5 separate regions of the Mus musculus genome follow, and regions 1, 2, 4 and 5 are each linked to region 3. A link is a contact called in public HiChIP or PLAC-seq and promoter capture Hi-C data. All regions are on one chromosome and are shown on one strand. The core of a region is the stretch at or near the end of the contact, and the rest is flanking DNA. Distances in the headings are between cores, read along the strand shown. Region 1 holds the start of Pdcd7 (programmed cell death 7). Region 2 holds the start of Igdcc4 (immunoglobulin superfamily, DCC subclass, member 4). Region 3 holds the start of Megf11 (multiple EGF-like-domains 11). Region 4 overlaps Dpp8 (dipeptidylpeptidase 8). Region 5 holds the start of Hacd3 (3-hydroxyacyl-CoA dehydratase 3).

Region 1 (2,700 bases), core at 114-2,613, 960 kb before region 3:
CCGGATACACTGGTATTCATAGTATCAAACCAAAACAAATGAACCCGGGAGAGAACTATTATCAACCTCATCAGCCAATTATGTTATAAAGGTTTCTAGGTGTGGTCCAAGTCCTCTACATTTGCATGCTTTAGGACAGTATAAAAGATACTGCTCTGCATCTTCAGTAAGTGGATCCAACTTTGAAGCAGGACACAAGAGGTGTGTCCTCCCAGAAATGCACCAGTGTAAACCTGTCGCGTGTTTAAGGGACTTTATAGTCCAAATTCTAGAGTTTTATGCACCACACATCGTCAACAAGGAATACAGAGCAAAGAAGTGGCAAAGGCTAGCTTTCGCGGATAAGCATACAAGTTAACTAGCACGCAGATTCGAGTTCCAGACACCACAGCTCCAACCACCGAGCGCATACTGGTTCTCACCCGCTTCTTTTCCTCCACTTCCTGCACGCACTTCACCCTCCAGCGGTCAATCTCCTGCTCCCGTTCCGTGGCCTGCGCGGCCTCCGCCTCCCGCTCAGCCTCCCGATCCCGGGCCCTCTCACGAAGCCGCAGCCGGCGGCGCCGGACCCTCTCCAGCCTCCGTCGCGCCTCGCCCACATAGGCGGCCTGGGCCAGCGGCTGCAGCCGCTCCGCTAGCTCCGCTCGTAGTGGCGCCGCCTGAGCGTGCAGGGAGGCCCAGGCTGCTCCGTCGGCCTCAGCCTCGCGCAGGGACTGCCCCAAGCTGCGTAGCCGCCGCACCAAACGCAAAGCGGAACGCAACCGCGCGCGGACTTCACCCAGGCTGGGCCCGGCGGGTGTGCGCGGGGTCCGGAGGCCACCGGGCCGCCGGGGGTTCCCGAACACCGCCTCCAGCCACTGCCGATCACGCAGGCGCTGCAGGGCCGCGTCTCCGAGCACGTCGGGCGGCGGCGGCGCCTCCGCCCAGCGCGGGCTCCAGGGCGGCCCGGGACCTGGAGGCGGTGGCCGTGGACGCTCGACGGCGTCGGGCCCCGGGAAGGGCCGGCACTGCGGCGGCGGCGGCGGCAGCGGTGGGGGTGGCACCGGGAAGAAGGCGCCGCCACCGCCACCGCCGCGGGAGGCCTCGGCTGGCGCGCGGGGCTGCAGGGCCAGCGGAGGCTGGAGGAAGGGGGCGGAAGCCCCCGGGAAGGGGCCGGGTCGCTGGGGAAGGGGCGGCGGGAAAGCCGGAGAGGGCAGCGGCGGGGGCGGACAGCCGAATGGAGCGGAAGGCGGTGGCTGCGGAGGGGGAGGTCCCTGACGGCTCTGGGCGAAAAAAGGTGGCAGAGCCATGTCTGTAGTGCAGCGGTTGGGAGCAGTGACAGTAATCTGGGAACTTCTTTATCCGGGTTCCAGGAGGAAGTGACGTGTATAACGTGCGACCGGTGCTTGACTCACTTCCCGGAAGCGAGGCGTAGTGCAGGACCTTGGTTTGTCGTGCCAGGAAGCTTGAACCTTCCCAAACCACCAAGGATCCGTCTCCGATGTTAGGGTTTATTTCGGGCTCAGGCTCGGGCTCTCCTCCAAATCGACCTTAACACAGCAGGACAGAAAGAGAAGGCGGAGCAGCCCTGAACCCTCAGTAGAACAAGTTTTTATAGAAAAATAAAAGCTGAAAGGAAATAAAACTTGAGACATGTGATTCATGTAATTTATGTCAAATAGCCCAAAGAGTTGTTTGTGAGCTTTGAAACCTGGGGCTGAGAACATAGCAGAACAGGCCAGGACATGCCCCCCTATCTCCCGCCCTTCTGACAGTCTGTTGATGTTTAAATGAACCAATCATGTGAAACCTCGCCAATTCCTCCCCCAGCCCCATCCCTTTTCTATAAAAATCCCTAGCTTCCAAGCGTCAGAGTCGAAACCACTGTCTCCTGTGTGAGATACGTTTCGAACCGGAGCTCTGCCATTATGGCTCCACCATGTGGTCGACACCTCTGTCTCCTGAGGGAGATATATGTCGGCCCGGAGCTCCGTCATTAAACTACCTCATGCTTTTACATCAAGATGGTTGTCTGTTCGTGATTCTTGGGTGCGCTCCGAATGGAAATTGAGTGGGGGTTTCCCCACTAGGTTCTTTCAAAGCGAGGGAGGGGTTGTCCAGTCTGGCAAGCATCTAATAGAATGACTATAAGCCAATAGTTGGGTGCCCTGAATCGTGCATTTGATCACAAACAGTTTGAAAGTACATCTGAAACAATCAAACTAATCTTTGATTAACTGTTGCTAGGAAGTAGCTAGGGATTAACTCTGGCCAAGGACAAGCCATGGGGTCCTTTCTGGTATTTTGGTGCAGCTTGAGTTCTGCTTTTTTCTTTTCTTGAAGATGGAGGCTGGTCCCAAGATGGAGTAGGTTTGGCCTCTCCAATTCAGTCTTGAATTCAGAAATCCTGATGATTGTTAACGTTCTAGAGGGACTAGAGACACGGTCTGAAGCTCCGGCTAAGATCTGAAAGACAACAAAAAGTTATGAGAGGAACACAGGATGGAAGCAGCAGGTACTAGTGATTTGCAGTATGTCTGCTGGGGGTCGAAAGAATGCAGGGTGTAAAACACAGAAACACAAAGAGAAGCTAGGTGGTCTTGGAGAGATAGATGTTACAGTGTCCATATGTCATATTGATAGAACCTAGTGGGGAAACCCCCACTCAATTCCCGATTTGGTGTGCACCCAAAACCCAAAAAATCACGAATAGACCGTCTT
Region 2 (2,700 bases), core at 50-2,549, 720 kb before region 3:
AGCAAGGGTCCGAGCTGTTTCCAGCACTCTCCCACCCGCTGTTTTCCTGGAGATGGGCCTGGGGTTGGCCCAGCGGAGGCTCCTTTCCACCACCCCCCGCCTCCCTCCCTGTCTCCCTCCCACGTGGCCTGGCCCAGTCTCTCTGGAAAGCCGCAGCAGCTGGAGAAAAATCCCCCTCCCCACCCCCACTGCCAAGTCCCTCCCCGACTCGCCCCGGACACATCCTTAACTCCCCCCTCGGCAGGGAAGGCAAGAAGTAATCGAACAAAGCGGGCAGCCCATCCCCCTCCAGGCCCTACCACCTAACCTCCTTTGGGCTGTCCCCCAAACGCACACCCCACTGAGAGTGAGAGGGCCGGGGGTGGTAAAAACAGCTTTGGCATACACACTTGGACACTTCGTCTCCCCCCGCCCCCAGTCCTTTCTTTGGTGTGGACAGTTGTGATCCTTACCCTTGACCCTACCCAACACTAGGACCTGGGCACTGGAGGGGGCCTTGCTGATCTCGTCCACGCTTCCCTGGTCCGCCCTTGGGGGTGGGGCAGGAGTGACACGCGTCCCATCCAGAGAGCGAGTGTTGGACGCGTTCGGCAAAGCAACTGGTTTCCTGCCCTTCCCCCAGCCCCACTCCGAACCCTGGGTTTGGGTCCACAACACCTCCACATTCCCCCAACCTCCCTAGCTGGCCCCAGGGGCCACACCCATTGGGCAAAGTTGAGTGTGGTTTTTCTCACCGCCGCCCCCATCAAGAGCAAGGACACTCCCCAAAAGCCAAGGCCAAATATTAGCTCAGTCCCATCCAGTTACACACGCACCCGACACAAATGGAGGTGTAAGTGTACACTCCCTCCCCGCCCGCTCTCTCAGGCACACTCGCGACCGCGAGACGCTTGCGGGCAGGGCAGAATCATGTCCCGCTTGCAGCCACCCGCGCGCTGGCGATGCTACCCGGCGCCTTAGGCACGCGCTGTGGACACGTTCCCCCGCAGGACACCCCCACCCCCGCAGGACACACACATGCAAACCTCACATGCACAAGGGCCACGCGCAGGGGGACACGCACGGTGCCAGGCTGTGCACAGCAAGGACACACACCCCCTGGGGGCAAGTCCCCACAGCCCCCGGCGCGCAAGCATCGCGGGCGCCGGGGACGCCCACTCGCGACTGCGGCCACCCGGGCCCTTACCGCGCGCGGACAGCAGGCAGAAGGTCAGCACCAGGAGCCCGCGGCCCGTGTCCGCCCGCGCCATAGGGCCGGGCTCGGGCCGCTGCCGCCGCGTCCGGGCGCCTGGGCCGCCGCCGGGGGAGGGCGCGCCGGGCGTCAGTGGCTCCGGGAGGCGCGGCGCCGCGGGCGGGGGCGCGGCCTCCGGGGCCGGGGCCCGAGCGGGGGCCGGCGCGGGGGCCGGGGCCGCGGCCAGCTCGCCCGCCCCTCCATCGCCATCTTGGGCTAGCGGCCCACGCGGGGGCGCCCCGCCAGTGTGGCCACCCTGCACCACAGGGGACACGCGCCCGCGCGCCACCAGCCTGCTCCTGCGGCTCACTCAGCACGCGGGAGCCTCCCGCTCCTCGGGTCACCTCAGGCTCCTTTCTGTTCATCTTTTTACCTGAGCCTCTGGATCTCTGTTCCCTAACCCTACCATGACTCTACCTTCAGGGTCGCCTCCACCTCTGTTCCAGGCTCAGTTCACTGAGACCTGTCCTTTTCCAACTCACAGCCTGACCTGAATCCTGTTTAGCCTCTCCACAGGCTGCACCAACAGACTCTCTGAGGACACTACAATTCCTTGTCCCCGCTACCTCTTCCATGCCAAGCTGAGGGATTCTCTTGGCTTCCTTCCTTCCTCCTCAGTAGCCAACCCAGTCTGTACTGTGTTCCACCTCTGTGAGGGACAACGAAGACTTGCTTACCACCATTTTACATACCTGCATACTGGGAATATTTGGGTTTGTAGTGGGGACTCCCTAAGGACAGGAGGCTTAAAGCAGCAGGTGCAGGGCCTGCTAATGGTGTTGAGCCTCCACCGGTCCACTCTCTTTTTCAGAACTGCCTCTTTTCCAACTGAGCTGGCCAGGTTAGTTGCCTCAGTGTGTCTAAAGCTGGGGGAATCAAATGTCAGGTTGGGTTGGGGAGAGAAAAACATACTAAACGTCTATTTAAAATGATGCGTTTGTGATGGGAGAGATGGCTCAGCGGTTAGAGTGCTTATTGCATTTGCAGAGGACCTAGATTTGGTTCCGGTACCCACCCAGGCGACTCACATCAGTCTGTAACTCTAGCTCCAGGAGGTCTGATACCACTGGGCTCTGTGGCATCTGCACCTACAAGCAGACACACAATTAGATACAATTTAAAATAAATAAAAATTATATATATATATCCGGATTTTGAGGCTAGAGAGGTGGCCCAGTGGCTAGAGTGCTTCCTGCCCTAACAAAGGACCTGGGTTCTGCTCCCAGCACCCATATGACAGCCATAACCATCTGTAATTCCATTTCCAATGAATCTGATGCCCTCTTCTGGGCTTTGTAGGCACTTTCCTGCACATGGTGCACATAAACTCATGCAAGTACACACATACACATAAAAAAAAATTTTTTTTTAAAGGAAAAATGCTACATTCTTCCTTTTCTTGTATCCATTGGCATCCCCATGATTTAGAATCATTTCCATTCCGGCTCACATGCTGCCAGTAAGTTCTA
Region 3 (2,700 bases), core at 5-2,504:
GGCCTCGCAGCAGGCACTCACGGGGACGGATTCTGAGACGCGACGACAGTGGGATGGAGCGTGGGAGGCAGTTCCAGGAAAAAGCATCTGGGGTTCGAGGGCTCTGGGGCCCGCCAGGCGGAGACCCAGAGCTCCCAGACTACAGACCGATCGTGACTCCGTCCCACTCGCAACCTTGGTCCCGGGAAGGAACGGTTTTACCTATTTTTCAAGTCTTTTTTTTTTCCTCCTAAAAATTAAAAGACTAAATCAAGTCTTAGGGGAAGGTGCCTGCGCAGGGCTGCCACCAGGACCACTGTGTGCCCAGCTACAACACTACCGCCCGCGTTTGGGAGAGAAGTTAGGAAGTTCGGGACAGCCGCCCACGAGCGCAGGAAGAGGGACTCGCTTCTCTTTTAACTTTGGGTGTTGGGGTCTCCGCCGAGGGTCGGAGGTATGTAGCCAGGGGCGACCCGCAGGACTGCAGGGCGTCCGGGATTCCCTCAGTGAAAGTGGGTAGACAGGATCAGGAGGAAAAAAAGAGAGTGAGTCCACGTTGCGCGTGGCACCGGCTGGGCTTGGGCTCCGCGGGGACCTGCGCGCGGCCCCGCAGCTCTGCGTCGGGACCCGGGTCGGAAGGACGCGGTGCGGGGCGAAGGTCCCGCACATCTAGAATGGCTCTCGGCCGGGAGACCCCAGATTCGCGCAGAGCTGGCAGGTTCCTTCTTCCGGACACCCGCACCGCGACTCTCGGGTCTTCCCCCGCACGTGGAGACGCGGCGGCCGCTGCGTCCTGACTGCGGCCAGAGGACGCGCGCCTGGCCCAGCCGAGGCTCTCTACGTCTCGCATAGACCCCCGGGCGCTCCCGCAAGCCCAGCCATCCACCTTCTGCCCCTCGCCAAACTCGCCTTCTAGAGCCGGGACCTGGCCACGGAGGACCCACGGAGCTGGTGGAAAGTTAGTCGCGACGCTGCAAAGCCCCCTCCCCTGAACTGGAACCCACACCCCGACCCAATGCACCCACAGTGCTCCGAGGCTCCGGGTCCCCGCGGACCCCACCCAACCATCTACCTGCTTCCGTGGCGCGCCCCGGGCTTGGGCCAGCCAGTCGCGCGGTCCTATACCCCGGAGCCGGAGCGGCTTCAGGTCCCCAGGCAGGAGAGGGAGCTGCGAACCGCCCCGAGCCGGGCAGCCGGCTCCGGGCACTGAGAACGAGTGAGCAAGCAGGAGGCTGGAGCCGCTGCGACTGCTGCCACGGCAGCCCCCACCCCCCTGCGTCCCTCGGCCCCTCCCTCTTCCCTCCTCCCTCCGCTCTCCCTCTCCCTCCCACCTCTTTTCAGACCCTGCGATCGCGCGCATTCCCTCGCTCTTTTTCCTAGCTTTCTCTCTGCCGGTTGCCTTCTTTAATTCCCTCTGTTCTCTTCTCACTTCCCTACTCTGCATCCACCCGTTATCGTTCTTTTACCGTTTTTCCCCCGCTCTCTCTTTTCTGTATCTCTTCCTTTTAACCCCTCGCGACTCCCTTCTCCCTCCCCCCCCCCTTTTTTTTTTCCTTCTGACCGACCGATTAGCGTGGCCTCTGCACCTGTTCTTTGTAGAAGCTCTGGCTGGCGAAGCTAGCCCAGGATGGAAGGGGACCAGGAATATGCCCCAAACTGAGCTTTTAACAAGCTGAGTACAGATAGATACCCAGGGAAAGCTAGAAAAGCAAAGAACTCAGTGTGCAGAACAAGCTGAGCTGCACCAGGTAAAGTGCAGACAGCCAGGCCCCAGAGTAAGAACTTGCCATGCTGTGGTCAACTCCAAAGGCTGGACTGCTGTGGTCAACTCCAAAGGCTGGACTTAAACCAGCGGGGCTTCTTGTAGACTTCAAGGTCTTCGAACAGGGGATGAGATGGGGGGTGGGGGGGGGCAGAGGAGGGTGCATGTTAATGATAGGGTGTCAGAGGCCTGGCACTGCACCCAGAGCCACCTGGAAGTCTTCAGTCAGGTGACACTTTAGACTACACCTCGTGTGCTTGTAAGTGGGTCCTAGCCAGGTGGTGGGAACACCTGCTGGTCACCCCTACTCCTTTCCAAGATATGAGGGGCTCACTCCTGCTTCCCTGTTTGCCAGAGGTGGGGGTGGTGGGGTGTTTCCTTCCCTTGAAGTGAGGTGGGGTCCCACACTTGGGAAAGGTGTCCTGCACCCGGAGGGAGAATTTTGCCACTAGAACAGGCAGATTGTCTGTGGCTTTGGGACAAGCCACTCGACCCAGGCTCCCGTGCAGCCTGAGGATCCAGCTCTTTCCCCAGGAGTGTACTCCCTGTCATCTGTCCATTTCAGCCCAGTGGGGTTTGGAGAAATAAGAAGAAGCCCTCTTCCCATTGGCCCACAACAGGCAGCCCTGCTCTGCAAGCACCAGACCAGGTTCATCCAGTAAGTGCTAGGCTTCTGCAGGAATGGTGTGAGCAGATGAGATCTTTCTGCATTGGGGTTTCAGGTCCCAAAACTCCAAACCAACCTCCCCAGCAGTTCCTTACCTTGGAATGTCAAACTAAACGGACAACAGATGGCAGAGCCTCTTGTTCACAACATAAAAGTAGAGCTTGAAACCGGGTGAAGCACTTAGCAAACACCCGGGTCACTCACCCGCCAGAGTGAGTCCCTCCTTAAATTCTGCACCCCAGGAGCTTCCTGCCTTCTCTAGTGCTCTAGCCCCTCCTTTGCAGGACCAACC
Region 4 (2,700 bases), core at 196-2,695, 700 kb before region 3:
ACCTCCAGCAGGTACTGAGCAGTGCTCTGCACACCTCCCACTCAGTGTTTGTACTGCAGCTCCCACATGATCTGCACCCAACCCCAACATCTCCCTTATTTGCAAGCACATGACCTTGGGTATCAGTCACTCCGAAGTTGAGTCATCAAAGCAAGGCTGTACAGATGGGGGAGGGGAAAAGGATCGTGTGTGGGGGGGCAAGGAACACTGAAGCCAGTTGATTTCAGCAGCATCTTTATTGCAACCAAGAACCTGTAATAAAATGCAGCGAACTAATGCTTCACATCACACGATTAAAAGCCGTGGGGCTGAAGAGGAGGAGCCCCGTGCGCTTACTGGAGAGGCATGCAGGTCTGCACAGGTCAGTGCTGAGACAGCAGGCACTTTAAGTGCTTAACTCAAAGACCTCCACCCAACCCAATTCCCAAGTTTGCTTAAAACAACATAAATTTGTATTAGGGTTACTCAAAACCAAACACACAAACACAGCTCCTGTGTCTGCAAGGGACTTGTAGAAGGTCAGGAGGGCAGATAGGAGGGGGGGGGGTTGGGGCTGGAAAGGCCACAGTCGGGATGTTTCCAGTTCCTTCCATCTGCTGGGAGATGCTCTCACATACATAGTGTAGACCTTGCTGAGGCTCTGGTCTCACATCACGGAAGATGGGTTCCTGGGCTTATGCAAATGTTCTGTGTCCCTATGTCCCATGGCACCAAGGAAGACATTCAACATAATGACTTAAATTAGCTTCAGATGCCACCTACCCATCAGTGCTGCTTCGTTAATAAGCATGCTTAGCATTTACTTAGAAAGGAAACATTAACCATTTTTATGTGGCTTCCTTTAAAATGTTTTATAGGAATATATTAATAAATACTTCTTTAAAAACCCTATCTTTCTTAACTATCACATAGCTACCATGAGGCAGGCCACAGATAGACCCTGGTTCTGACTACTAACTGTGAGATCCTGGGTGTGTTTCTTCCTCTCTAGAACACAAGCTTGGTTTTTTTCTCCCTAGCAGATGAGGACACTGGGTTATGTTAAAGATTTGTTCCAGATGGAAAATGTATGATTCTGTAGCAATGGAAGCTTTGACTGGAATCCTCCCACCAGCAGAGAGAACTGTGTGGTAAAGGCAGGAAGCACCTGAACGCACGCATGCGTGTGGCTCACGGTTTTAAAGGAGCAAGCGTGCGTCGTGGCTTCATCTTTCTGTGTGAGGCTTTGGAGGGGCCAGGACTGCGAAAAGTCATCGTGCCCAAATACATTCTCAGACTAGGGGCACGGAGAGGGCTTTGCATCACAGCTGAGCCGTTTCTTTGACTACTGTTATGGGTTCCTAACAACCAGCCACCATATAAGTCACCTGTTCTCTGACTGCGACTGCATTCTTTACAGAAAGTTTACAAAAGCAGCCTGCAGACCCGCCCTGAAGTGCCCAGGAAGCGCATCCTGCTAGAAATGTGCGCTCTGGTCTCCACCCAAACTGATGAGCTCATGCCTTTGAGAGCAGGTTCAAGACTTGTGCGTGGGGTCCTGGATGAACCTGAGAGTCCTGCTGCTGTGAACGTAGAGTAGCTTGCTACCAAACCTGTGAAAAACCCACACTTTGGTCCTTACCGATGCTCTCTGGCTCCCACCATACTCGTACTTTCAGGGAGGTGTGTCTCTTTCGCTGACATCCAGTCATGGGACAGTGTTAGAGTGGTTTCTGATTGCTCCAAATGACTGATGCCTTTCTCACTGGTGTTGACAAACAAGCCTGGTCAAGCCACCTTTCTGTGAGTCAAGCACTTTCCCTCATAGAGAAGGAAGAAGGCATTTAAAGGGCAGTTGTAGATGCACTCCTGTGATAGCCGGAGAGAAGGCAGAAAGAATCTAGGATAATTGAGGTTTTCTAAGATTTGTCTGCATAAAATAAGAGATGTCTTTGTACAAAGCAAATGGGTGGTTGGAGCTACTTCATGTCATGCCTACCTAGAACGTAAGAAGCCACAGGAGGCTAACTAGTCCAGCAATGCCACCCTCAACAGTCAAAATAGACATAAGTCATGGGGGAAATACTTTGTAGGGGAAGGAAAGTTACCCAAATCAGTTTAATTTAACTTGAAAAAATATAAACAAATTTTGGCACGAGAAAATGTCATAAGCATGAAAGTCAAAATAGATAAACAAAAAGAAAAGTGTGGGGTCTATCATACAACATAGACACACAGCTGGCAAACCCAGCCCTCCCTCCCCAGGACAGAAGCCCATGGTCACCTGCCATTTATCTCCAGGCTTCCCAAAGCATCCACCTCTATTCTGGCAGTCCCTGTCTTCACTGTGCTCTCTTGGAAAGGGACCTGATGTGGCAGTGAGAAAGAAACACAGCAACTTTTCTTGGAGTGATTTTTAAGTTGTGGTAACTGTCTAAACACTGGGGTGTGATTAATGAGGGTCAAACCCACAGGTGTCTGGCTAGCTGCAGTGGGACCCATCTAATACTGGAAGGGCAGATGCCAGCCAGCACTTGAAAGCTCATGCTTCCCTTCATAGTCAAGCAGGAAGGCTGAAGCAGGAGAATGCTGTGAGCGAGTAACACAACTAACTTGATAGGCTTCCAACACAAAGAGTGCCATGGTTTGTCAGGGATCAGCTTACCGCAAGAAGTGGTCTGGAAACCTTTTTCTTTTAAGCTAGTGATATCTAAATTACAT
Region 5 (2,700 bases), core at 182-2,681, 640 kb before region 3:
GGCTTTGTGTGTGCTGGACAAGTGCTCTACCAAATAATCTACATCCCCATCTACAGCAGCTCCTCCTCTAAGTCCTTCAAGCATCAGAAGAGTCTGTAAAAAGGTGAACATCAGAGCCAAGCAGGATCTCTTGCCAACAGCAGAAACTAGGCGTACGTCCTGGCAATAGCCTTTATCAGTGTCAAGGACCAAATGAAAGCTTTCTGCAGGAGTAATGACTGATCTCTGAGAAGGGAGACATGGCCCTGAGCCAAACAGGGCTAGGAGGGGGGGGGGCAGTCTCTAGAGAGGACAGTGTGGTTTCTTTTTCATTTGACTGACATCATCATAAAAGCCTTATTCCCATCCCCCTGCCCCTGGCCTTGCCTTCTAGTCTCCCTCACCCTGCCCCACCACCGTGTACTTTTTAGCCTGGATGATAAACTCTACTTTATTTCCCTTTCCTTTGTTTGTTCAGGTTGGCCTTGAACTCAGTACGTAACTAAGGATGACTTTGCACTTCTGAACATCTCAAGTGCTGAGATTACAGGTGTTCACCACTAGTCCTGATTTATGTGCTATTGGGGATCAAACCCACTACCGACTAGGCTATAGTCCTCTAGTCCTCTAGTCCTCTTACTAATCTCTGTCTCTCTGTCTCTGTCTCCTTATTGATTTCCCTGGAAATGGGCCCATAATAGCTGTGCTCCTTTACAGAAAAACTTAGAAACAGATGATGACACTACAAGGAGCTGAGGTTATAGTAGAGTGCCTGTCTGCAGCATCCAGGTCCTCAAATGCTCAGGACGGGGCTAGGGATGCCAAGGAACTGATTTGTTTGTTTGCTTATTAGTTCATGTAGATAGCTATAACGAATGGGCTGTTCTGTTTGTTGGGCAGTGAATGGAAACCATCTCTCTTAAAACAGGAAGCCTGAGGCCAGGGGAGGTGTTGCACACCTTTAAATCACAAGGGAGGCAAAAGCAGACGACAGGTCCCTGGATCTGGTCTACCAAGTGAATTTCAGGTCACCTAGAGCTACATAGTAAGACAGACAGAAAGAAGAAAGAAAGGAAGGAAGGAAGAAAAAAAAAAAGCAACACCAATGTATGTCTTGAATGGCTCATCTGTCTTTCTGTGTGTGGCCTTGAAGCCCAGGGAGGAAGTGGGTTCTCACTAAACGCTGCGATCATACAAAAAAACTTGGAAGGGATCCTTGCACACAAGCCTCTTCATACGCCGCCAATCCGCCCTTTCTTTGTAGATTAGAGCCTCTCACTTTCATGTTCTTGTGCAAGGACCTCTCTGAAGCGCCACAGGAGGTAAGCGAGGAGCTCAAAAGCCTCTGATCCGAAGGCCACTGAGCCGCTGATCACGTGGCGCAGCCGCTAGCCTCTCCCACGTCCCGCCCCGTCCTCTCCCTCGCTGGGTTCGCCCCGCCCTCCCGCCCCGGTCCTCACTGCGCAAGCGCGAGCCGCGAGCGTGGGTTATCTCGAGACAGCCGGGCTGCGGGCTGCGGAGCGTGCGGGTCTGAGGCCTGCGTTCTGCTAGCTCCAGCGGCTCACAGGCCGAGGTAACGAGGCGCAGCAAGCCGAGCCTCCCCGCTCCCCCGGACAGCGTGGGCCATGGAGACTCAAGTGCTGACGCCGCATGTCTACTGGGCTCAGCGACACCGCGAGCTGTATCTGCGCGTGGAGCTGAGTGACGTGCAGGTAAAGGCCGGGCTGCGGGCTGCGCGCAGGATCGGGGGCCCCCCGGTCCCCGTCGGCCGCCCTGTGCGTTTGCGCTCCTGCAGTGCGCCAGCAGGAACCGCGAGTGGAGCGCCCCGGTCTCCCTTAGGGGCTGCAGGTGCCGTCCGGCGTTCTGCGCTTGGCCCCGGTATCCCCTTTGTTCCTGGTAGGCGCCCTGGGGAGCCTCAGCAGAGTCCTGGAAGCCGGCGGCTGGCCTTCGGGTTGCCTAAGGCCCTCTGAATTGTGGGATGAGCTCCGTGGGTCTAAAGTGCGGCTTGACAGTGGCCTGTTGTGCGGTAGCAGGACGTCAGCGCTGGCCTCTGAGGTTTAGTCCGGGCGGCCCATTGACCTTCTCAAGGCCCGTCGCTGGGCTGGGCGGGGGGCAACCCCCCAACCGTTCAGTGATAGAAATCTACACCACACCTCCGCTCACCAAGGAAATGATTTCCATCCTCTCTTTAAGGCTGCGAGCTCAGCCTTAGCAAGTTGCGTAAAGAAATTATCGTGTGACATTAAGTATTCATTTCACCACGTTTACCTATTAATGTGAGCAAATCAAATCCCTGGGAACTTCCCATGTCTCTAACCAGACCATCCAGTATTCTGTGTGAAGCGAGTGGTTTTGGTCTGGAATGTTCTTTCCCTAGTCTCCTTGACATCCATGGTATTGTAATCTTCATTCCTCTGAACTGTTTCTTGCTCGCAGTTAGATACCTGTCTGAATTCATCAATTCATCTGGTCTATTTTCTTGCAGGGTCTAGGTGCCCATGTCCACTTGAGTCTAATCTTTGCTTCTGGAATGTAAATAATTTCCCCTTGTGAACGATGAAGCTAATACTGGCCAGAATGTCTTTGAGTAAGCAGTAAATTTCATTTAAGGTGTAAGCAAACCCGAATAAATGCTACTCTAGAATAGGATGAATAATTCTCTGTGCTATTGTTCTCTACTCTGCTACAAGATTCTTTGCTAAAATAGAAAAAAAAGTTTTT

What was found. Promoter capture Hi-C pulls out the DNA fragments that hold promoters and counts their contacts. HiChIP or PLAC-seq counts read pairs in DNA pulled down with a chosen protein or histone mark.
Region 1: a contact with region 3 is called in a FOXA1 HiChIP or PLAC-seq map of pancreatic cancer cells. The contact joins the promoter of Pdcd7 here to the promoter of Megf11 in region 3. A contact is called at or near these places in 2 of 39 promoter capture datasets (liver and maxillary cranial neural crest) and 1 of 115 datasets of contacts at active chromatin or transcription factors (pancreatic cancer cells).
Region 2: a contact with region 3 is called in a promoter capture Hi-C map of liver, with 2.8 times the contacts expected there. The contact joins the promoter of Igdcc4 here to the promoter of Megf11 in region 3. A contact is called at or near these places in 4 of 39 promoter capture datasets (the 3T3-L1 cell line, the C10 cell line, hippocampal neurons and 1 more), 3 of 484 Hi-C or Micro-C datasets (all in embryonic stem cells), 3 of 115 datasets of contacts at active chromatin or transcription factors (embryonic stem cells and pancreatic cancer cells) and 1 of 9 other capture datasets (embryonic stem cells).
Region 4: a promoter capture Hi-C map of trophoblast stem cells shows a contact between it and region 3, with 4 times the contacts expected there. The contact joins the enhancer-like site here to the promoter of Megf11 in region 3. A contact is called at or near these places in 6 of 39 promoter capture datasets (the 3T3-L1 cell line, hippocampal neurons, liver and 1 more) and 1 of 115 datasets of contacts at active chromatin or transcription factors (large pre-B cells).
Region 5: a promoter capture Hi-C map of second pharyngeal arch cranial neural crest shows a contact between it and region 3, with 4 times the contacts expected there. The contact joins the promoter of Hacd3 here to the promoter of Megf11 in region 3. A contact is called at or near these places in 4 of 39 promoter capture datasets (frontonasal cranial neural crest, pre-B cells, second pharyngeal arch cranial neural crest and 1 more), 1 of 115 datasets of contacts at active chromatin or transcription factors (large pre-B cells) and 1 of 9 other capture datasets (embryonic stem cells).

The regions. Positions count from the first base shown.
Region 1 is chr9:65,344,731-65,347,430 of GRCm38.p6, reverse strand. Pdcd7 (programmed cell death 7) reads right to left here and starts at 1,363. Exons shown (of 5, transcript NM_016688.2): 1 at 423-1,363. The coding sequence starts at 1,289.
Region 2 is chr9:65,100,085-65,102,784 of GRCm38.p6, reverse strand. Igdcc4 (immunoglobulin superfamily, DCC subclass, member 4) reads right to left here and starts at 1,299. Exons shown (of 20, transcript NM_020043.3): 1 at 1,187-1,299. The coding sequence starts at 1,250.
Region 3 is chr9:64,384,180-64,386,879 of GRCm38.p6, reverse strand. It overlaps Megf11 (multiple EGF-like-domains 11), which reads right to left and starts at 1,254. Exons shown (of 25, transcript NM_001134399.1): 1 at 1,052-1,254.
Region 4 is chr9:65,082,021-65,084,720 of GRCm38.p6, reverse strand. Dpp8 (dipeptidylpeptidase 8) reads right to left here. Exons shown (of 21, transcript NM_028906.2): 21 at 2,070-2,700. Among named protein-coding and RNA genes, the nearest start is that of Igdcc4, 18 kb to the left of the region's middle. Within about 2 kb of position 1,445, at least 44 of the 459 cell types and tissues checked have an H3K27ac peak or open chromatin away from gene starts, as enhancers often do. A contact at or near this core is called in trophoblast stem cells, where this site is marked.
Region 5 is chr9:65,020,448-65,023,147 of GRCm38.p6, reverse strand. Hacd3 (3-hydroxyacyl-CoA dehydratase 3) reads left to right here and starts at 1,431. Exons shown (of 11, transcript NM_021345.2): 1 at 1,431-1,691. The coding sequence starts at 1,605.